Linked DNA regions of Mus musculus: regions 2, 3, 4 and 5 are each linked to region 1. A link is a contact called in public Hi-C and promoter capture Hi-C data. All regions are on one chromosome and are shown on one strand. The core of a region is the stretch at or near the end of the contact, and the rest is flanking DNA. Distances in the headings are between cores, read along the strand shown. Region 1 holds the start of Avl9 (AVL9 cell migration associated). Region 2 holds the start of Fam13a (family with sequence similarity 13, member A). Region 3 has its middle 24 kb from the start of Tigd2. Region 4 holds the start of Herc3 (hect domain and RLD 3). Region 5 has its middle 22 kb from the start of Nap1l5.

Evidence for each region. Promoter capture Hi-C pulls out the DNA fragments that hold promoters and counts their contacts. A called contact is a pair of places that touch in the nucleus more often than the background predicts. Capture Hi-C pulls out chosen DNA fragments and counts their contacts.
Region 2: a contact with region 1 is called in a promoter capture Hi-C map of pre-B cells, with 4 times the contacts expected there. The contact joins the promoter of Fam13a here to the promoter of Avl9 in region 1. A contact is called at or near these places in 6 of 39 promoter capture datasets (the 3T3-L1 cell line, cranial neural crest, hippocampal neurons and 2 more), 1 of 115 datasets of contacts at active chromatin or transcription factors (astrocytes) and 1 of 9 other capture datasets (liver).
Region 3: a contact with region 1 is called in a Hi-C map of B cells, with 6 read pairs. The contact joins the enhancer-like site here to the promoter of Avl9 in region 1. A contact is called at or near these places in 3 of 39 promoter capture datasets (the C10 cell line, cranial neural crest and pre-B cells) and 1 of 484 Hi-C or Micro-C datasets (B cells).
Region 4: a promoter capture Hi-C map of liver shows a contact between it and region 1, with 5 times the contacts expected there. The contact joins the promoter of Herc3 here to the promoter of Avl9 in region 1. A contact is called at or near these places in 3 of 39 promoter capture datasets (cranial neural crest, embryonic stem cells and pre-B cells), 7 of 484 Hi-C or Micro-C datasets (B cells, CD4 T cells, the N1E-115 cell line and 3 more), 4 of 115 datasets of contacts at active chromatin or transcription factors (astrocytes, large pre-B cells, regulatory T cell precursor and 1 more) and 2 of 9 other capture datasets (adipose tissue and liver).
Region 5: a promoter capture Hi-C map of liver shows a contact between it and region 1, with 2.9 times the contacts expected there. The contact joins the enhancer-like site here to the promoter of Avl9 in region 1. A contact is called at or near these places in 5 of 39 promoter capture datasets (the 3T3-L1 cell line, the C10 cell line, hippocampal neurons and 2 more) and 1 of 115 datasets of contacts at active chromatin or transcription factors (pro-B cells).

The regions. Positions count from the first base shown.
Region 1 is chr6:56,712,472-56,716,512 of GRCm38.p6, forward strand. It overlaps Avl9 (AVL9 cell migration associated), which reads left to right and starts at 2,434. Exons shown (of 16, transcript NM_030235.1): 1 at 2,434-2,743. The coding sequence starts at 2,651.
Region 2 is chr6:59,022,022-59,026,545 of GRCm38.p6, forward strand. It overlaps Fam13a (family with sequence similarity 13, member A), which reads right to left and starts at 2,481. Exons shown (of 18, transcript NM_153574.2): 1 at 2,291-2,481. The coding sequence starts at 2,319. It overlaps Gm52905 (a long non-coding RNA gene), which reads left to right. Exons shown (of 2, transcript XR_003956447.1): 2 at 423-2,889.
Region 3 is chr6:59,182,351-59,186,802 of GRCm38.p6, forward strand. No RefSeq gene overlaps it. Among named protein-coding and RNA genes, the nearest start is that of Tigd2, 24 kb to the right of the region's middle. Within about 2 kb of position 3,126, at least 141 of the 459 cell types and tissues checked have an H3K27ac peak or open chromatin away from gene starts, as enhancers often do. A contact at or near this core is called in B cells, where this site is marked.
Region 4 is chr6:58,830,159-58,834,248 of GRCm38.p6, forward strand. It overlaps Herc3 (hect domain and RLD 3), which reads left to right and starts at 1,307. Exons shown (of 26, transcript NM_001361966.1): 1 at 1,307-1,774; 2 at 2,244-2,378.
Region 5 is chr6:58,927,412-58,931,540 of GRCm38.p6, forward strand. No RefSeq gene overlaps it. Among named protein-coding and RNA genes, the nearest start is that of Nap1l5, 22 kb to the left of the region's middle. Within about 2 kb of position 2,815, at least 17 of the 459 cell types and tissues checked have an H3K27ac peak or open chromatin away from gene starts, as enhancers often do.

The DNA.
Region 1 (4,041 bases), core at 1,184-3,683:
AACTCCAGAAGATGTACTGAAACTGTACATAAGTATATTTTAATCACAGCACTGGAATAAACATTTGCTAGGTACAATTTAAGTTTTTGTTGGTGAAGATTTGATTCAAGGCTTAAATTGCTTCCAAACTCTAGTATATAATCTATGTATCTATTTTTTGCAAGTCTGAGAAGGATCCCATTTGCCTAGACTTTAAACTTTGTATTAGCCAGGGTTCTCTAGAGTCACAGAATTTATGGAATATCTCTATAAACTAAGGGAAATTATTGGACCAACTTACAGTCTGCAGTCCAACTAACCCAACAACGTGCAGCTGTGAATGGGAAGTCCAATAATCTAGTAGTTTCTCAGTCCAAAGAGGCTAGGTGTTTCAGGTCTTCTATATAGGCTGGAATCCTGAAGAAGCAGGTTCCAATAGATGTGTTGACATTTAAGGGCAAGCAAGTGGAGAAGAAGGAAGCCTTCCTTCTTCCATTGTCCTTATGCAAGCCTCCAGCAGAAAGTATAGCTCAGATTAAAGTGTGTACCACCACACCCGGATTTGGAACTTGTTCTGTCCCAGGTTGGCCTTGAACTCAGAGATCTGCTTGCCCCAATCTGTTGGGTTTTCAGGTGTGTACTACCTTGCCTGGGCCTAAGCTTTTCATAGCCACCATGCCTTAAGATCTGGATCAAAAGTGTATGTCATCCCATGTCAAGATCCAGGTCAGAAGCCTATGTCTTCCAGCCTCAAAAACTCGATCACAGATGTGCCTATCATTTCTGGATTGTAGTTCATTCCAGATGTAGCCAGGAATAGCCATCACACTCTCCAATGTGAAAAGTTTGTCTTTTCTTACAGTTTTAATAACCATATGCCTTCTTTATCTCCTCTCCCCGTCTCAGGTCCTTCATTAGTTTATCCAGATGTACTCAGTTTAAACACTGCCTATTCTGTACTGGTTGATCTTTTCCAGCCACATCCTAAATCAGCATGAGTTAGGACCTCAGCTAAAATGGAAAAGCCAACAACCACCATTACCACCACCACCTGGCCATCCTGAACAGGTGTGCTTGTTCCTGCGGTTTTTTTGGACTATGACCCTTATCATCATCATCATCATCATCATCATCATCATCATCATCATCATCATTTATTGTCCTTGTTGTTGTCGTCATTTTTCGAGACAGGGATTCTGTGTAGCCCTGGCTGTCCTGGAACTTGCTCTGTAGGCTAGGCTGGCCTCAAACTCAGACATCTGCCTGCCTCTGGAGTACTTAGGTTAAAGGTGTGTACTTCCAAGCCTCGACTAATTTTAAAGTTATAAAGCTTTACGGGGTCATTTTACTTTGTGAACACATTTCTCTCTCTCTCTCGATTTATTTTATTTATATGAGTCCTCTGTAGCTGTCTTCAGACACACCAGAAGAGAGCATCAGATCCCATTACAGATGATCCATTACATACCATGTGGTTGGCTGGTGGGAATTTAACTCAGGACCTCTGGAAGAGCAGTCGGTATTCTTAACCGCTGAGCCATCTCTCCAGCCCTGTGAGCACATTTCTAACACTATGTAACCCACAGTTGGCTTGAAATTTGCAAACCTCTTACTTCAGCCCCTCAAGTTGTGGCATTACACACTTGCATAAAAGAAACTGTACGTATAAAAATTAAATGAAAAAAAAATCTAGCCGGGCGTGGTGGCGCACGCCTTTAATCCCAGCACTCGGGAGGCAGAGGCAGGCGGATTTCTGAGTTCGAGGCTAGCCTGGTCTACAGAGTGAGTTCCAGGACAGCCAGGGCTACAAGAGAAACCCTGTCTCAAAAAACCAAAAAAAAAAAAAAAAAAAAAAAAAAATTCTAGAGTGAAAGTAAAAAAAATTTTGAGTAAGCAAGAAACTTAACTTCAACGTTGAATACATGAGATACCAAACCTCATGAATATGTCTTCTTGCTAAACATTTAAAAATCAAGACTGAGAGATCCCACGGAAGATTTAAAGAGTGAAGAGGAAATACGTTTATAAATAAGTAAAACTGGTAAAAAGGAGGAGTAACGATATTTCATGAAGGAAAAATAGATTTTAGAAGGAAGTGATTTGACAAAGATCGTAGGGAGAAAGGAGCAGGTTTAAGAGTCAGCCAAATCAACCCCCTGTGCACACCACTTCACCACTGCACAGGGTCTGTGTCTGTCTGCCCTACCTTGCCCTGCCCCGCCCCGTCCAGCTCCGCCCCGCCCCACCGGTCGTGTAGGCCGCGCCTTCAGCTGGGGGTCCTCTTCCTTCAGGCCAGCTCTCGAGCAGGCCCCGCCTCTCCTGTTATACAGCCCCTCCCCTCTCCGCCTCCTTTTCCTTTAGACCCGCCCCCTGATCAGGCTCCGCCCATGCCGCCTCAGACCCAGCCGGGACAGGGGCCTCAGGGTACCGCCCCGCGCTGCCGGAGGCGGCTGTAGCGTCAGGTGACAGCCCGGAAGCTGCGGAAGCGGATGAAGCAGAGAGGTGGAGGCCCGGTGGGGCTCCGCGGAGGTGAGGGAGCTGGTCGGCGGCCCCGGAGCTCGTGGCGCAGCGCGTATGCGGCGCTCAGGCTGACATCCGAAGGCTGCCGCTCTGGGTCGTGCGGCCGGGCCTCGGCGTTTGGAGTCGCGGCGGGGGCCTCCGGCGAGCGTCCATGGAGAAGTCTGGGCGTGAGAGTGACGGCGCCCCCTGCGGGCCTGTCCTGCACATCGTGGTGGTCGGCTTTCACCACAAGAAGGGCTGCCAGGTGAGGACCGGCCCGCGCCTTCTCGGCGCCCCGCGGCCTTCCTCGCGGTGTGCCTCCGGGGACTGCGCGACGAGCCGCGGGGGTTCGGGTTTAGCGGAAGAATGACGGGCGAGCCTTGTGTTCCCTGTCAGTCTCCACCAACCTGCTGGGTGTCTACCCATAAAGGAGCTCTTGAGGAAAACTCGGTGTTTGGACGCCGGCACGTTACGAGCTGTGGGTTTCCACACGAATGCTCAAGTAGACTGACGCACTTGTAAGCTCCGCTCGGCTTCCTTTGTTTATCTCTTGCGAGCCTTGGAATCTGTAGTTTGGGGTTAGCGACCGGCCCCGCCCCCTTCTCTTTGTGCCATTTCAGATTTGATCCGGCCCAGAGCTATTCTTTTGGTTAGGTTAGCCCTCCAAATCGCTTGCAGTAAGTAAAAATGTAATTTGTCAAACAGATAGTGCAAATGGAGCCAGCTTCTTAAATGACTCTTCACCCTACCGTCTGAACCGAGCGTTTGCTTTGTGTTGAAGGCAAAGGAGCAAAATAGAATAGGTTTGTTTAGCCTAAACAAACACTGGAAGCCAATGATGTCATAATGTGCTAGTGAATATATATATTGAATACTTAAGGTGTTGAAAAAAACGGATTGCTTCTAGCAGAAAACGAAGCACTTGGTTTCTTTTCTTTCACAGAGAATGTAACATTAGATTTATTTACAGAAGTTCAGTTAGTTAGAAGATAACAAAAGTAGTGAAGGGAGTGGAGAAGTGATAGCTGCGAGTGTGTGTGTCAGTGTACAGGTGTGTGTCGACTGTTACCTTCAATCTAGGTGTGGTGGCACATGGCATACATCCAGCAAATGGGAGGCTTGGGGCAAGAGAATTATCTTAAATTAGACAGGGTACTTAGACCCTGCCTCAAAAAAATAGACTATTATTTTAAGATGTTATATTCGCTTATCCTCAGAAAGATATGGAATAACACTAAAGAGAGAGTAACACTATTGTGTATGATATTAAGAAGTTTTTTTAGTACTTCCTGATTACAGCCTTTGAACTAACTAGTTGCTTTATAAGCTAGGAGTAAAGTAACAAAATGACAAAAATCATACTAAAAAAAAAAAAAGATTGCTGAGATTATACTGTTATGAAAAACAGCCCCGGAGTCAGTCAGAAGTTGTAACTTTGCATCCTGTGCCATGGGTGTTCTTGTGTGTGGTAGTATAGTCATCGTGGAAGCTTGATTCAGAACTACACTGAATGGAGGGAGCTCTGGGAAGGAAACTGGAAAACATCAGAGTTGATAGGAGATA
Region 2 (4,524 bases), core at 1,231-3,730, 2.3 Mb after region 1:
GAGGTGCATCTGTTATTACTCTAATCTTGCTGTGTATTACAGAATTTACCGCATGGCATTGCAATTGCCTGGTGATGTTTCTGCGTCCTCACTAGTGTGGGACAGCAGAACTTGTGTCTTAATTTCCTTACTGGCAGGGCAGTAGTGTTTGATCAAGGAGAAAACATTAAACAATGTTGTAAGTTTTGTTTGAACAGGCAAAACTGAAAAGAATACCTCCCATAAGGCCATAATATTAAATATGCTATGTGCCAATGTTAGGCAGCATAGTGTCAGATTACTACATGGACCAGCTGTCAATAGATTTCTACAAGCTATAATCATTAACTAGAATTCACACCAGTATTTTCAATGCACTATTCACCATGAATTGCTTTACTTCTTGTTTAAAGCTAATATTTTACCTATTTATTTCAATTCAGTTTCAAGCACTCTGGCACTGAAACCTTGCACGAGTCTATAAACTCTCTCCTTTGGGAGCTTGAGGATGGGATCCTCAGCAATGGGGATCATTTCTATAACAAACATGGAGAACAACAGCCAAAGACATTGGCCTGAGATCTGAAGAGAGACACCCTGCAAGATCATGAGCGATTCGGCATAAACACTTAGACTCACAAGGGACCTCTGTGCAGAAAGCCTCATCATACACACCTGGCCGTTGTCTTCAAGAAGTGTATAATCAAAAGCAGAAATAAACTGCAAGTGAAGATTGCCAGGGGATCAATCATCCCTGCCATGGGGCTTGGAAGTAAGGGGACATTGAGTGCACAGTGAGCTGGTGAGGAGTGACCAGAGAGACAAAAGTCATGACTCAGCATTCTGCAATGCACACTGAGATTTCTAGTTTCACTATAGCGACCAACAATGTAAAATAGTTTTCAGGAACTCACATGGTCATTTTTGCTCTACATAGCAGGCATTCTATTTTTGTGTAGCTACAACAGGGCTTAGTAATGGCCAATACTTTTTATCTAAAACATGACCTGCTTAGAGATCTTGAGGACCGACATCATTGGAAGGACAAAAGTTCCCAACCTAACAATTAGATATTAAAACTCCAAAAAGTGTACATTAGTTTTGTTCTCTTAGAAATTTCAAGCATGGGGACTTTTCCACCAAATCAATGTAGAATTATAGATTACTCTACACAGCACTTTCTTCTACATTAAGTATCAATTCTCTGATAAGGTACTCTGAACACCACATCAAGTTCCTATTACAGTGGACATGTCAGGACAGCAAAAGAAAAACAACCACACTGGCTCTCACCACAGCCAGCCTGAAGGAATCTCTTTACCAAAAATGATACACTTTTAAAATCATATTTCTGTTGCTAAAGCACAAACAAAATATACATGGGATTGTTTCTTTTCAGTAAATTCATTTCATCTAAGTATTTTCAATAAATTGCCATTACTGTCTGATTTTTGACAATACCATTTTCCATAGAAAACTGTAAATGAAACATATATATGAAGTCAAATGTCACTATCACTAAGTAATTGCAATTCAGATGTAACCATATGATTAGCACAAGTCAGTTTTTAAACTATGAACTGTGACCTTGGGCGGCTCAGACTTTCTGTGGGGACAGGACTCAGTGATTTCTGTAGTGGCTTTAACACACAGCACTCAGCACTCGGGTCTACTTCACCAGCAGTGTGCTTCCTAACAGCCAGGGCTATGTACAGTTAGTTACCTTTATTTATTTCTATAGGACTCAGAGAGACACCCCACCCCCTGCCCCCATCACAGTCCTCAAAAGCAAAGCCAGAACCCTGTGCTCTATCACTCTTACACAGCATTTTTTTTTTCCTTTTTGGTTTTTGTTTTTGTTTTGTTATTTTTTTCCAAGCGTCATTTGGGTAACCAATCTACCTAGAATTATTCAAGGAAAAACATTGTTCTCAACCTTTATTCCGATAACTACAATATACTTGAAGAAAGTCCTTGCCTAGAGAGCAGAGAATCAGATCCATCTATGAGCTCTAACAGCCTGGAGACCCAGGAAGCCCATTCAGTTTGCTTTGCTTCGGTTTGCAGAGGTATTGTCTTAAATACACTTCCCTTAAAAGAAGGTATAGCTGAACCCAATAATCATGAGCAACTACACAAAAGTGTCAGTGAAAGAGAAGTGCGCTATTTAAATGTTTCTATCTGGTCTGAGGAAAGAGCACTGTGCAGAACAGACTGCAAGGTTTGCAGCCTGTTACTAATGATGCCGAGAGCACTGGCCAAGTACGCTGCCCAGAAAATACCAAACAGCATAAGAAGCAGAGAACACTACCTTCGCAGCGGCATGATTTCACAAGCCATCCTCGTGTGCGAATCTGCACGGGATCCCCGAGTGCCTTCCAGTCAAGCCCTGTGTGCAGGACCCGCGGAACACACAACCTGCTGCAGCTGACACTGCCTCTCCACCTCCAGCTGCAGGCAAGGATATTTATCGGCTGCCTCCACATTTACACTGCAGTCCACTTTGACCTTTTGTTCCAGCGAAGCAGCTGAAACCCAGAGCCAATCAGAGGCGGAGCAGTGGAGTGTGAAAGGCTGCTCCTCCTCCTGATCCTCCTCCCGCTTCTCCCGCTCCTCCTTCTGTCCCCACCCCACTTTGCTCTGCTCGCTGCTTAGTGGGCTTGGCAAGCCCCAGCAACCTGAAACTTTCCTCTGAGAGGTTCCAGACAAGTCTGTCAGTCTGTGAAGAGCAACCAATAACTGCAGAGGAGCCCAATCCTGCATGGCTCAAAGTGCAAGAAAAGCCAGCAAGGAAATGCAGTGTCAAGGACAGACAGCGTCCCTTAAGGTCCCGTTTCTTTGAGGCCCAAGTTGGACTGCACCTTGTTTTTTTCTAAAATAAATAAACAAATAAAAACTACCCAAACAGTAGCCAGAGAAAGCTTTTCCAGATTGTTCTAGGCTTTTCCTGACGAAATACCTGAACCCTTGCCCTACCCACAGTTTCTTCCCCAGATACTTATTTACACTAGGTTGTGAGCAGTTCCTGGTGACATCACTCAAGGGGAAGAGGACAAGGTGCCCTAACTGGATTCAGGTCTTCAGGAGATCAAAACATCTACTGGTGTGGCCCTTCTGTTTGTTGTTTTTACATTCTACCCAAAATGTCAACTGCACTTGGAAGAGATTTGTTTCTTATTATATATTCTTATATTTTACAAAACCAATTTTTCCAATAAGATTTTCTAAGTGCTTGTAAATGATCTTTTATTATTTTGTATCTCACATATGTGTGTGTGTGTGTGTGTGTGTGTGTGTGTGTGTTTGCCTGCATCTGCATGGCATGTGTGACTGTTGCCTAAGGGGGCCAGAAGAGGGCATTGAATCCTCTGGAACTAGAGTTACAGATGGCTAAGTGGCCATGCTGGGAACCAAACCTGGGTCCTCCAGAAGAGCAGCCAGTTCTCCAGCCCCTGTAATTTCTTCAGGGCCACTCACTATTTCTAGGGAAGTAATTGTAGTTCACAGGCTTCATACAATGCAAGAAACACATCTTGTACAATTTATTTCATATTATGCAAATTTAATAAGTTCTAACACAGCCTACTTTCGCATTAACCTGATACAAGCTAGAGTTACATAGAAGGAAAGAATCTCAATTGAGAATAGCTTTTAAGACCTTTTTCTTAATTAGTAACTGGACGGGGAGGGCCATTGTGGATGGTGCCACCCTGGGCTGGTGGTCCTGTGTTCTATAACAAATCGAGGTAAGCATGTCACGATGAGCAGGCCAGTAAGCAGCATTGGTCCACAGGTTCTGCATCAGCTCCTGCTTCTAGGTTCCTGCCCTCTTGGAGTTCCTGTCCTGGCTTTTTTAAATCATGAATTTAATGTGCAAGTGTGAGCCAAATAGTGTGTGAGGGCGCGCATGAGCGTGCGCGCGCACACACACACACACACACACACACACACACACACATTTGCTTTCTGGTCATGATGTTTTCATTGCAGTAATAGAAACCCTAACTAAGACATATTGCAAATTAAAATTACCTGTGCTTATAGAAAACATTTACATTTTAGTAAGAGTTTTGATAGTTTATTAAAATAACCTTGGCATGAAGGAATACCTTCTGCAAATAAAAGGCAGAGACACCCACACACAAACACACACACATACAGAGAGAGAGAGTCAAAAATCCTTACGTGTTCACCTTGTAACTATGAACTTTGATCTTAGATTAGAGAGGACATACATTTCCCCCATTTTAACTAGGATAGATTAGTGTAAAGCCTATGACTAGAAAAGCCATTTTCTTTTCCTCTAGTCATACCTTGAAATCTATTAAGGGTTTCTGGTGGGACTAATAAAAAGCATGCCTGATTCTTTTCATTCTCAAAGGCTTAGAGGACTAATCATTTTGCTGCTGTTGTTGTTGTTATTTTATAGTTTCATTGTCAAGAAAAGTGACCTACCCTAGCTGTGTTTTGGTTTTGAATGCATGTATGTAGGTAAACAGAAGCACCAGATGCCCAGCAAAACATTCTTAAAGCTACATCTACAGC
Region 3 (4,452 bases), core at 1,876-4,375, 2.5 Mb after region 1:
GTTGTATTTGCAAATAACCTACATATACCTTCATATTTAACTTAAATCATTTCTAGATTACTTATGATACTTAACAGATTATAAAATGGTAAATTATTATTAAATGGTAAATCATTATACTTTATTGTTTAGGGACCAGTGAGGAGAAAGAAGTCTACACATGTTTGGTATGGATGCCATCCTTCTACAAACACTTGCAATCTGAGACAAGATGAATCTTTGGACATATAAGCTACAGAATCAGAGAATCAACTCTGTTCGAAAATTTTAAATTAGAAATATAAAATAGCCGGGTGTGGTGGTGCACGCCTTTAATCCCAGCACTCGGGAGTCAGAGGCAGGCGGATTTCTGAGTTCGAGGCCAGCCTGGTCTACAAAGTGAGTGCCAGGACAGCCAGGGCTACACAGAGAAACCCTGTCTCGAAAAACCAAAAAAGAAAAAAAGAAAGAAATATAAATATAAAATATAAAGAAATATTTTATATAAAATATTTATATAAAAAATATAAAGAAATATAATTTTACATGATATAATAAAGCAATGATGGGGAAAAGAAAATTTATTCTCAGCACATTATTTTACAGGTGGATGTATATTCTTGTAGAAAGAGTTTTCTTAGTGTATGAGCGTCTCTGGTTTCAGTGGCACACACACAAACACATGCATACAGAGCTAGATTAGATGTCACACTTGGACAGCTTGGACAGATGAAATGCTTAACGTCTATCTGTAAGACTTCTTAGATCAAGTTCCCATCTTCTTGCCACATAAAACCCTTTATGCCTGACCATTGAAAGTAGTTTTTTAAATTTACAGTATACTTGCATCATTTGTCATGCCATCTTATCCCTTTTACCCCTCCCATGTCCGATTGCTCCTCCCAAATTCATGGTCTCCTCTTTAACCATTATTGATAGGTATTGCTATACATACATGTAAACAGGAATAGGTTTTTTAGTCCATTCAGTGTTATCTGTATGTATGTTTCTAGGACTGGTCACTCTATTTTGAGTGGCATGGGGAGGTTCATTCCTGTAGAAGACTAATTTCCCCTTTCTTGGAATTATAAATTGCCTATAACTCTTCATCTAGGTGCGAAGCCTTGTGAAATTTCACCCACTTACACTGGGATATGAATTACTGTTGGAATTGTTTAGGTCTTGTTTAGGCATCCATGCTGTTGAGACTTCATAGATATAGCTTACCTGTCATATCTACAAGGCACAATCTTACAACAGAGTCCCCCTTTCTTTGACTTTTACAAGTTTTCCTTCTTTTCTTTTTCAATATTTCCTGAGCCTTGATATAGGAGTTATGTTGTAAATGTATCCATTGAACTTAAGTAGAGTTGTTTCCTATGAATCTTTAGTTGCCTTTACAAATAAGAACACAAGCCACTCTCTTCAATTTTTCAGAATAGTATCATTTTATCACCTATATACCTGCTAACTAGAAGAGAAAATTTATTTCCAATGAACACAAATGTGTACCCTTGTAAAAAATAAGTGTGCATGCCCTCGTCCAGCCCAGTCCCTGTGTAGGAGTATAGGTGTCTCTATATCTTCTCATCTATATCCAGTAAGGGAGATTCTCTCCATCTGTCTGTCTGTCCATTTGTTTGTCTATCTGTCTGTCTCTCTCCTCTCAGGTGCTTTCTCATTCTTTCATCCTACCCCTCTCTCATCATGTTATATAGCTCACAGTATCCACCCACTTTGTAGCCCCAATTGACCGGGAATTCATGATCTTCTACCTCAACCTCCCAAGTATGGGATTGCGCATCTAAGTCACCATGTCTGGCTTCAACAAAGGACTTTTATGGCAGGAGACTGAATTATAATAATGGAGAGACATGGGTCTCTATACAAACTATACAAAGTAGAGAATTTCTCTGAAACTTCACAGTATATGTTTACATTCAAATCCATAATGAGTTTCTAATTTAGAACAAAGTCAATAAAGATTTATAACTCTTTCCCCAGAATATTTCATTCCCAAGTTTTTCAATGTTTATTGACATTTACCATATAGTTTAGAGTTTCTCACCACAGCATTCCAGGTTTAAAAATATTCATGTGAGATTTGAGAACACTGTCTCAATAATTCCAGTTTAAGCCTTAATTTAAACCCAGGCATCCAAAACCCATGGGTTACATAGTTATCAATAACTAGAAATGAGCTGGTCATGTGGCTTAGTGGTAATGCTAGAGGGATAACAGTATAATATTATCAGCTAAGATAGTATGCAGTGTATTAATTGGCTCTCAACTATTCTACATGTTGTATTCCATCACTCTAAACTCACAAGTATACACCACACTCTCAAGTTAGTAATGTCCATTTAATGGGGAAAAATTCACAAAAATTTGTCATTTTAATGAAAATGCTTTAGAGAATGTTTTAAACATATAGTGTGAATTAACTCATAGAAAACGTCCTGCCTACATGCAAGATGTTTCAAACCAAACAGAATCAACTCAAGTGTGACTTACTGAGCTTCCTGGGGGCTGACTCCAAATAGCCTGTGACAGGCAGGATGCATCCCCTGCCTCAGTTTTTCAAATATGTTCTTTCAGCCAGTCTCATGCTTTACTTTACTTAAAAGAGCATGAGGAAACAAATCTGCCAGTCACATTGAGGACATGATAGCGCATGGTCAAACAGAAACACCTGAGGAGCAGCAGCAGCTTCCACTTAACTGTTCCAATGACTGGAATAAAAATCAACAACCCCCACACATTGCTCAGTGCTGTGAACGGTTTATGTTAGGCTGGTGGCTAAAATCGGCGAGAGATAACAAGAACCCTAAAGCTCTAAGTGAACGTAAGAGAGGGAGTGACACATGTCATTATCCAAAATATGTCTCTATAGCAACCAAGTGTGGAACAACAGGAAAGGGAAACATGGCAGGACATCTCAAACCCCATTAGATCTCCAAAAAGTAACAGGTCACCTGCAGCTACCTTTAGCTTGAAGTGTCAGGAGAATAAAGAAGAACCAACTCCACTGAGGAAAAAAACAGCCAGCGTGAAATGGACACTGTGTTCCTCCTATCTGGTGATCTGCAACTGCTGTGATGACTCACAGAGTAGCACAAAGGCAGCTTCGTGCTCTCTGAGGCACAAACGGCACGTCCGTCCAGGAAACAGCAACATCTTCTGCTTTCACTAAAACTTGGCCGAGCGCTTACAGCCTTGCACTTCCTGTTTTCTCCTTCTTTTAATCAGCTGAGAAAATGAATCTGTTCCTGCAATCCTCCATGACTCACCATGATGCTTTCAATTTCGAAGATTATCCTGAGATTCATCCCGGGCCAGTGTTTTCCTAGCCAAACTGTGAAGGGAACAGGGAGCATGGCCAGGGTCTCTCCAGCATCCTGGAATGGCAGTGGGTGGGGCTGGACCCCAAGACTGGTATTTTTGTTTCTCCTCTTTTCTTTGAAATGCTAGAAAGGAAAACCTCTCTTACCTACTCCTCCGCGTGTTTGTACATGCAGGTAGCCAGGCCTCAGGGTTGTGACCACTCAGTTCTGGAGTTAATCACTGACAATTGGACGAAGTAATTCTTCATGAATTTTACCCCAGTTGAGATTGAATCTTGCACTTTTATTTTTGGAATGATAATTATTTCTACCTTTCTTCTCTATTTTCAGCCTACCTGTTTAAGACAAAATAAAAGGGACCACACGGGATGTATGATTTTATTTAAGCAAGTTAAAACACTGGACCACCAAAGACTTGAACAGAGACAAAACCAGTAATAACAAAAGAAAACAAGCAAAACCTATTTGTCTTACTAACCTAAAGTCAAAGTACTTATGCTACTCATGATGAAACCTGACCCAAGAAAAGATTCTAAGAGGGAAGTCTCTGCTCTATGCATATTAAGGGCCACAGGAAGAAAGGGACCAACTCGCTTAGAAAACTGAATGAGAAGACTGTCTGAAGTAGCATAGACCACATTCTTTACGGAGATATGTGAAGCTGCTCTCAGCCTGGAGACAGACAACCTTTGGTTTCTTTTAAAACACCTGCTCCTCCCATCCTTCTCCCAGTCCTCTGGAACCCTGAGAGACAGGCCCAGTGTGGTTTTAACAGAAAAGTTGAATGGTGGTTAAATTCCCTCTCTCTATCTCTTTCTAGAAGCCATCTGGGAGGAAGCCACTGTGATTCTAGCCACTCCGAAATCTACCCAGGGACTCTCCTTTGGGTTGAGGTCTAGTACTTATTTAAAACAGTTAAAGTAAGTGACCACATTTAATCTGAGATTTTCGGATCCCTACAATCATGCCCTAGTGGAAGAGTAGACTTATTTTCATCATGGAGTTGAGCTCACCATTGGCAGAAAGTAGATGGCAGATGGTTGTGTTACCGTCATAGTGCCTTCAATCTAGATGGAAGCCACCATGTCACTTTGATGGTATCTTGACTAGTCGGCTTGCTGTCTAAATT
Region 4 (4,090 bases), core at 57-2,556, 2.1 Mb after region 1:
GATACATCAGGGCACTGCCTTACCCTGAGGACATATCAGGGCACTGTTGTATTTCTCAGGATATACCAGTCTCCTGCCCTATCCTCAGAATCTATCAGTCCTTGAGATTTCTTTTCTATTGGTTAATATGTTAGGTTTTCAAAGCCTGAAGACCTGATGAGATCTGAATTATTCTGGATATGTCAGATTATGAAATTTCTTCTACTTAGAGTCATTTTCCTTTTAAAATTTAATTAAAATAAAAATATAGCACTACCACTCCTTAAGCATCTCTCATGTGCTCCCCTTCAAATGAATGGTCTCTTTTGTTATTGTTACATATGGATAAGTCAGGATGTACTGAGGAGTCCCTTTAAGAGGTGCTTGTTTGTACATATTCTCAGGATTGTATATGCTGATATGGGCTCATGCCTTCACCTTAAACTAGTTTTTGGAGAATTTTGTACATTCTTTTGGGTTAAAGCCCCCATGTTCAGCGTTTCAAATTCAAGGCAGGCAGATACATCAGTTTACTGTTACCATATAGTTTTCTTGAAGATTATTTGAAGATGAGAGGAGCCGTAGCTGAGAGCATTTTTGGCCTTGGGAGAAGAAGAAAGCTTGAATATCCTCTTACAGGCCTGGGAAAGTGGAGCTGAAACTTCTATCCACTCTTCCCCACCCCCAGACCCCCGTCCCCCACGGGAGTTTTAGACCAAAGGTGGGGCTTTATGGTTTTAGAATTGGTGATTCTCACACTTTCTGTTTTCTTCAGTGTGCTCTCCTCTCTAGTCAAGCCTGACTCTGCACCACTGCGGGCCCGCAGTTCTTGGCCCCTGAGTGACAGGGATTTGGAACTACCCTCTGCTCTGGCAGCCACCTTACAGCTCACCATGCCAGTCCCAGTTCCCCCTCTCACCTCTGCATGAATAATAAGAACCTGAATTCAGAACCAAAAGGAACCAACCAAGCAACCAAGCAAGCAAGCAACAAACCCAATCGACCAAAACCCCCACACCATTGGGCATCGCTCCTTTGCATCCTCGCTGGCGAAAAGCAATTTTATTCCAGCAAAGGTTACTCCTGCATTCTCCCATTTTGGGTCCAGGGTCTTGCCATCTGTCTACCACACCTGGTTGTGGGTCCCTCAACCTCCAGTCACCTCCCAGCCGCCGATCCCACCGCCTCCCTGTCACCTCCCTCGCCCTAGGTCCCGCCCCCTCCAGGTTTCTTTCCCCGCCGGGAGTCCCGCTACCTCCCCGCCCCCTCCCGGTCACCTCCCCGGCCCCTCCCGCCCCGACGTCGCCCCGCCTTCTCCGCACCCGCCGCGCCCCGCCCCGCTGCCGCCGCCACCATTGGCCAGGCGGGAAGTCGGTCTCCCAGCTCATTCTGCGCCCGCGGGAGTGCGGGGGAAACTTCATTATTACTGTGACGCTGAAGGCCGGGGAGGCCCGAGCTGCCTGAGGGCTGCGACCGCGGGGTCGGCGCTGCGGACCCGGGTGCAGGTGCGGGCGGGGCGGGGATCTCAGGGCACCGAGCCCGCCGCACCCGCGGAGGAGGGGGCTGGGCTGTCCGCAGCTCCCTGTCGCCGAGGCGCCTCCCGGCTCTGCTTAGCCGCTTAGCCGCGGGCGGCGGGTGACCTCCCTGCGTGAAGAGCATCGCGGCGCCGCGGCAGGGGAATTCGCGTTGCGGCTGGCCGCGGGCTCCTCCCACCCAGCTGGCGGGCGGGGCTCGGGGACCTGGTGTCTGGTGCAGACGCCGCTGCGGCCGAGCCGACGGCTGGACCCTGGAGCAGGTGTGTGGACTGAAGGGCTGGACCTGGGGAGACTCGCTCGTGCTGCTGCCGGGAGCGTGTGCAGCTCGGGGCCCCAGGGGAGGAATGCTTGAACTTTGCTGTTCCTGGCTGTTTTCTTTTAGAGTTCACACCTGCCCCACTAGGAAGTGCCTTAAATTTTACCTAAGGCGTCGAAGGTTTTACTGGGATTTGTCTCATCCGGGGTGCTTTGGGGGAGGACGATTCAAGTGATATCTTCCATTTTTTATGTGCCTTCTGTCTCTTTCCACAAATAGGAAGCTATTTCTAGAACCTTTCATTTGATAATTTGATAAAGTGAACTGATTTTTAGCTTTAGATTGGAAAGACAGGAAAGAGAAGTAAAAAGGATTAGCATTTTAAAATGCAGCCAGAGCGATGTGGTACTTTCAGAGGCAAATGACAGTGTCTCTTCTTCTTTTTTTTATTCCTTTCCACGGATATAAATCAGAAAAACAAAATCGGTGGCTTACTCCAGTTTTGACCCCATCTGAGAAGTTAAACTGCAGGAATCAAATTAGATGCAAAACTCCTTTGTCGTGAAAAATAGAAGCATGGTTCACTGTTAGCCAGTTGGACTTGTTCAGTAAGTAGTGGGGTTTCATTGTGTTAAAAAAAGAACCAGGAGTCCAAAAATGTTCTAAACTGTGTTGTAGAAGTCATTGGGTATTGCATTTCATGTTGCGGGACAAACTTGAATCTCTTAAGATCTGTATAACCACTTAAAACCGTCTGTGTAAGTAATGAAAGGAGCGCCCCAGCTGGAGACAAACAACCTTGCACCAGTTTCAGAAATAAAAGTGATAGTTTCCTAATTGAAAGGGATTCTCTTACGAAGGTAGAAATGATGTCTGAAACTCATTCAGGACCACAGACTATATAATGGCTCATACTAACATAGCTGCTCCGTGGGTGATCTTATCACATCTTAATGCTCCCCTTTGCTTTATTTGGGTGACTGGAGGTGCCTGTCTGTGACTTCTTGTGTTGCACTTAGAGGATATGGTAACAGGGAGAAACGAAAGTAGCAGTTGCGGTCAGGTAGCTAGCTAGCTAGCTGTGAAAGATACCTAGAGAAGTGAACAGCAAAATTGAATTATTTTTTTTTTCAATAATTTCTGTTCAATCTATCTATATAAGAGATTTGAAGGTAGTGAAAATTTACTACCCCTATTAAGTGGCAAGAATTTTATAAGGTTCTCTCTATGACTTTAGTCACAGTAAAGGTGACTAACTTGATCAAGGTTGGACTGAGGTTATCTTAACCAAACCCTTATCCTGATATACACTGAAGAACGTTCCATCTTGAATGGCTAAACACATTCTTCCTTTCAGAAGTTTACTCAGGCCTTTCTTCCCCTTTTTCTTTTTGGGGTGGAGTCATGCTATATGGTATAGACTGGCCTCTAAGTTAGGATAGCCCAAGCGTATGTTGAACTCTCAGTAATCCTCCTGCTCCAGCCTTATTAGCCCTGGGATTACAGGTGTGCACAATCATTCTAGGCTTATGTATTTTTAAGCACTTAGCAGAGTCCTGTTCGGAAGTCATTTCTTTTAACATGTAGATCCCGAAGCAGAGGTGGGACAGTCCAAATGCCTTAGTGTATGGTGAGGGGTGAGTTAACGTAAGGCCTCTGAGTCTTAGTTCCCCCCACCCTTACCCTCCACCCCCGGGTCTTGTAAATGGTGATAATATCTAATGCTCAGATCTGATAAGAGGATTAAACAAAGTTAAAAGCCCAGAGGGATATAGCTGCATGGTGAGGGACAGCAACATATCTTCATGCTTTCCCTTTGCTTTGAGGCAGTGCAGAGAAAAAGGTGAGTCCAAAAAGCAGGGGACCTAATTTCTGGGCTCTGCTTCAACAGCTTCTCCTTCCTCCTATTCTTTCCCCTTCCTCCTTCATTCTAAGAACTGGATATATTATATTTATGTAGCCGAGGCCGGCCTTGAACTCCGTGTGTAACTGGTGACCACCTTGAACTGATGCTCCTGACTTCACCCTCTTAAGTGCCGTCTTTCTCTGTAGCCACTTAACCATAGTTACTTGGTCCTGAAGCACTCAGCTGCCATTTCTGATGGATTTGCAAACCTGTTTCAGTAAGATGGCCCCTTTGACAATACTGTGCTCTTAAACATGTAAAACATTCAGAAATGACACATGCTGGTTCTAAGGGTGTGAGTCTCTGTGTAGGTGAGCTGGTTTTATCATTAGTCAAGGTTGTAGAGGACAGTCTGGTTAACTCTATTGAGACTTGCTTGCTCGCCCTCTCCCTCTGGCTGCCTTAAGTTCTGGT
Region 5 (4,129 bases), core at 1,565-4,064, 2.2 Mb after region 1:
CCTCGAGGACAAAGATCCTAGACCCTGCAGCACAATAGGCGATGGTAAAATCACCCATGCTGGTGTGGGCTGGGGCCCCGCCTCCCTCCAGACTCATGCATGCTGGTGTGGGTTGAGGTTGTCTCTCTCCTGACTCCTCCATGTCTGTGTGGACTGAGGCCTTGTCTCTTCCCAGACTTGTCTATGCTGGTGTGGAGTGAAGCCTGGTCTCTCCCCAGACTCGTCCCTGCAAGCTTTCCCACTTGCACATTGTCTTTTTCCAGAATAATAGGATGTGTACTCTTCCTATAGCACCAGTAAAGGGAACTCAGATGTCAGCTTCTTTTTCTTTCCTAACAGAATGACTGGGTGCTTGGCACAGTGCAGAATCACATGCTCTTCAGATCTTTTGAAAGCTGATTTTCCTCAGTCTAATCCCATGAGAGTTAGGTACAATTTATGATAATTATGGATTTGGTTCCCACTGGTGTTAAACTTCCTGACAAACTTAAGTAAGACTTAAAATGGAGCCAGACCCTAATAACCAGACTGGTCTTTTGTGGTCCCCTTTTCTTTCAGATTAGGAGGAAGATAGCAAAAGCAGATTTGTAAATAAGCCTGGTCCCTATTGGCTCCTCAGTGGCCCGTGTTCTCCAGGATAAAAGCCAAGAGCCAGGGCCAAGTAGGTTCTGGCTGCAGGTCCTGCAGGGCTGGCAGGACACTGCCAAAGCTGCTTGTTAAAAATAGATCTCTTAACCTTTTGTCCCTGAATTGAAGGACTCTCAAGTTCAAGTCACTGTCAGAATGTTCAGAGTAGAGACCTGGGTGTACTGATGTCTGCGGTAGTGTTAGGGGTGGGAAGGGACAAGATTGTGGAATGATTTGAATCTGAAAGCTTCCCTGGTGCTAGCCTCAGGCAGGCATGGTCTTCATCTGGTTCTTCCTTCGTAGGGTGAAAGAGTGGAGGACCCCATGTGCCTTCCTCTACTTAGCCCTGGCCACAGGTTGTGGGATTTGGGATGCTCCTTAACAGCTTGGCAAAATTTTAGCAAACTACCCCTCCTTCGGGGGCAGTTAGCTTTTAATTTAAAAATATTTCCCGAAATAAACTTCAGGGCATCTAAGTCATCCAGAAACTCATTGGAAGGTTCCTCCTTGCCTTCTTCACACCACTGGACTTAGGCATTTGTTTCCACATTGATCTCAGAGACCATCCCAGTTCATTCTGAACTGTTGATGTGTCTGATCAGTTCTGGACCTCCCAAAGACTTTAGGGAGAAACTTAGAAGGTTTCTCCTGCTCAGAGAGGTCATTTAGCAAGCAGTAATCCTTCTGAGAAAGCAGCCAGGATGTTTGAAAATAGTGATAGACATGATATGTTTTTTCCTCCAACTGAATTGGTTAACTGTTTCCATAAAATCTTGCTTATCTTTACATCCTAGGGTAGACTTCTGGCCTACAGACACATGCACACACACACACACACACACACAATATAAATACATACAATACACATGTACAACACACACATGTACACCCACCCACATAATACAACACATATGTATATGCACAAACATTCACCCCACAAACACACATGAATAACACACACATAGCACACACAAACATAACTGAACGTGTTCCTCCACACTGACCCATACTTAGAGTGTTGGAGTAATATTGTTTTTCTAACATATACAAACAAGAAAGGAGAGGGTGATGGGGAATGGCATGGTGAGTGATCGTGGAAAGTACAATGCCTGTTCTGAAAGACTTCAGAATGTGTTGCTGAACTACAAAAACACTTTATTTCAATGCAGACACAACACTGAGCCTACAACAACCTATAAAGCAAGAAATGCAATCATTTTTTTTTTCATACAATGAAACGGAGGCTCTGGGAGGATAAATCCTGTACCCAGATCATGTAGTGGGGCCTTGAAGCACCTGTAGGCATTCTGTTTCTGGCTGTTGTCAAGTGGGTCGTTTTTTGTTACTCAGAGTTTAGTTGTGGAACTGGTCATTTCTATAGATGCACAGCGTGCTCTGCACCCTTCCGAAGGCTAGACAAGCAGCATGGCAGAGAGCAAGCATTAATGACAGGCCTGTCCCGAGACCTGAACCCTACAGCCCTTTCTGAGCTACAATACTCATCCCAAAGTCCTCACTGAGGTGGCCTTCTAGTAGCTCAGCCACATGTTTGTTCTGGTGTGAGGAGTACTCTCTCGCCTTCCTCACCGCGCCTATTATACACAGGGATTGTCAGTGTTTCAGAAGTACCAGCTAAAGAAAAATATCAGTGTCTCAAAAATGTCTTATCATGTAGTAATCATGCCCAGAAGGAGGGTCTAAAGATTGATTCATGTTTTTGAATGGCTTTTGAGAACTTCAGAATTTATGGCAACATATGACTTAAACATACATGGGCTCTGCTGGGAATCTGAGTGGTCCAAGGGATTTGCTTCTCACCATGTTTTCTGCAATGCTCCCCCCCCCCCCCCGTGGTAATAAGCCGTGTAGCTGGAGAGGAAAGTGAGAACCGAGCTTTCAGCACCTCCGGTCCTGCCAAATACCCCCTGTCTGCATGCCAGGGCTCTGAAATGCACTAGGGAGTTCTGATTTGGCTTAGTGGGTATAAGATTCTACTGTGTAAGTTCAGCCTTGGCAAGCTGACATAGCTTAGAGATAACACTGGTAAATTTTGTCTTACAAGATGCTGAATCCATCCCAGAAAAGCAATGATGAAGCCATTTAGGTCTCACTTCCCTTCCCCAGTGAGCCCTCCCACCATGGGCAGGTCACATTGCAACATTCTGTTTGGGCCACCAGCTTTGTGAAGCGCAAGCACTACATGGCCAGGGCAGAGGGCGAGGCGAACATCCAGAATGCGTCCAGTCTTTGACACAAGCGGTAGACCTGTGTGAATTTGAGCTCACTTAACTTTTTGGCTTCGTCAGAAGGATCAGCATCTGCTCTGTGGGTACACAGCTTGCTCTGAAAGCACGACCATCTGAGTTTGGATCTCCATCTCTTACATAACATCTGGGAATGGCTGTGCTCCCTCTAACCCCAGCACTAGGAGAGGAAACAGCAGGCAGATATCAAAAAGTCCCTGGCGGTTGAGCTTGCAGTTCATTTAGAGAGTCCTTGTCTGAAGGCAATAAAGTGGAGAATGATAGGAAGCCTGTCCTGCTCTGGCATCCTTCATTGTTATACTTACATGTATATACCATATGTAATGCATGAATGCATACACAAAGCAACTTCAAAATATTGAAGGAATCGGGGTAACTAAATACTACCTATCATTTTTTCCAAGTTTATTACTTTGCTTCCATTGAAGAACAACTAAAGTACTTCAGGTGGGCTTCAGTTTTGGAATAATGGAACTAAATATCATCGCTGTACTCTGAAAGTCACTCATATTTTCACAGTAGAACAAGGTCTTTCCACCGAGGTCATTTTACTCACTCGAAGTATATACCACATGAGCAGTATGAGTCTTACTCCCATGCCTTTTACCCCTGGAGTCCTGTGTTCCCTCAGCCACAGGAGGACAGTCCTGTGCCTACAATTGAGACTTCCCTTCAGGCAGCTGTGTGGCACTTGGCCTGCCAGGTGACTCAGAAAGCTGAGGTGTTCGCACAGATGCAATGCATGTTCTCCAAACTTTTGATTGTCCCTGTTTAATTTTAGAACAGTAAATGCCTAAACTCTGTACCCAAGGTGGCCGAGTAGACTTTGGAAAGGTACTTAACTAAAGAGAATTCTCCTTAAGCAGAATTTGCTTCGCTTCTGCACCCCTTCAGCTATTTCGAATAGTCTAAAGGCAGCTGGTAGAAAGGACCACCTGCTTTTCCAGTTTCTGCACTGACTACCACACTCGTGTGCACAATTTGCCTCTCCTTGTAGGGCCCTTCCTTCTCTGGAGACAGAACAAAAACCTAATCCTCCTGAGGCTTCGGAGGGATGCAAATGAGCCAGCATTGGATCCTACAAGAAGGGAAAGGTCACACCCCATCAGCAGTGTAGTCACATGATGCTGACACAAACTTCAGAGCTTCTACAGTTAAAAATAATTTATTTTTTAAATACAAAATGCAGTCATGTGTAAAAAAAAATGTACACAATGGTTTGAATTCAATTTCTCTTT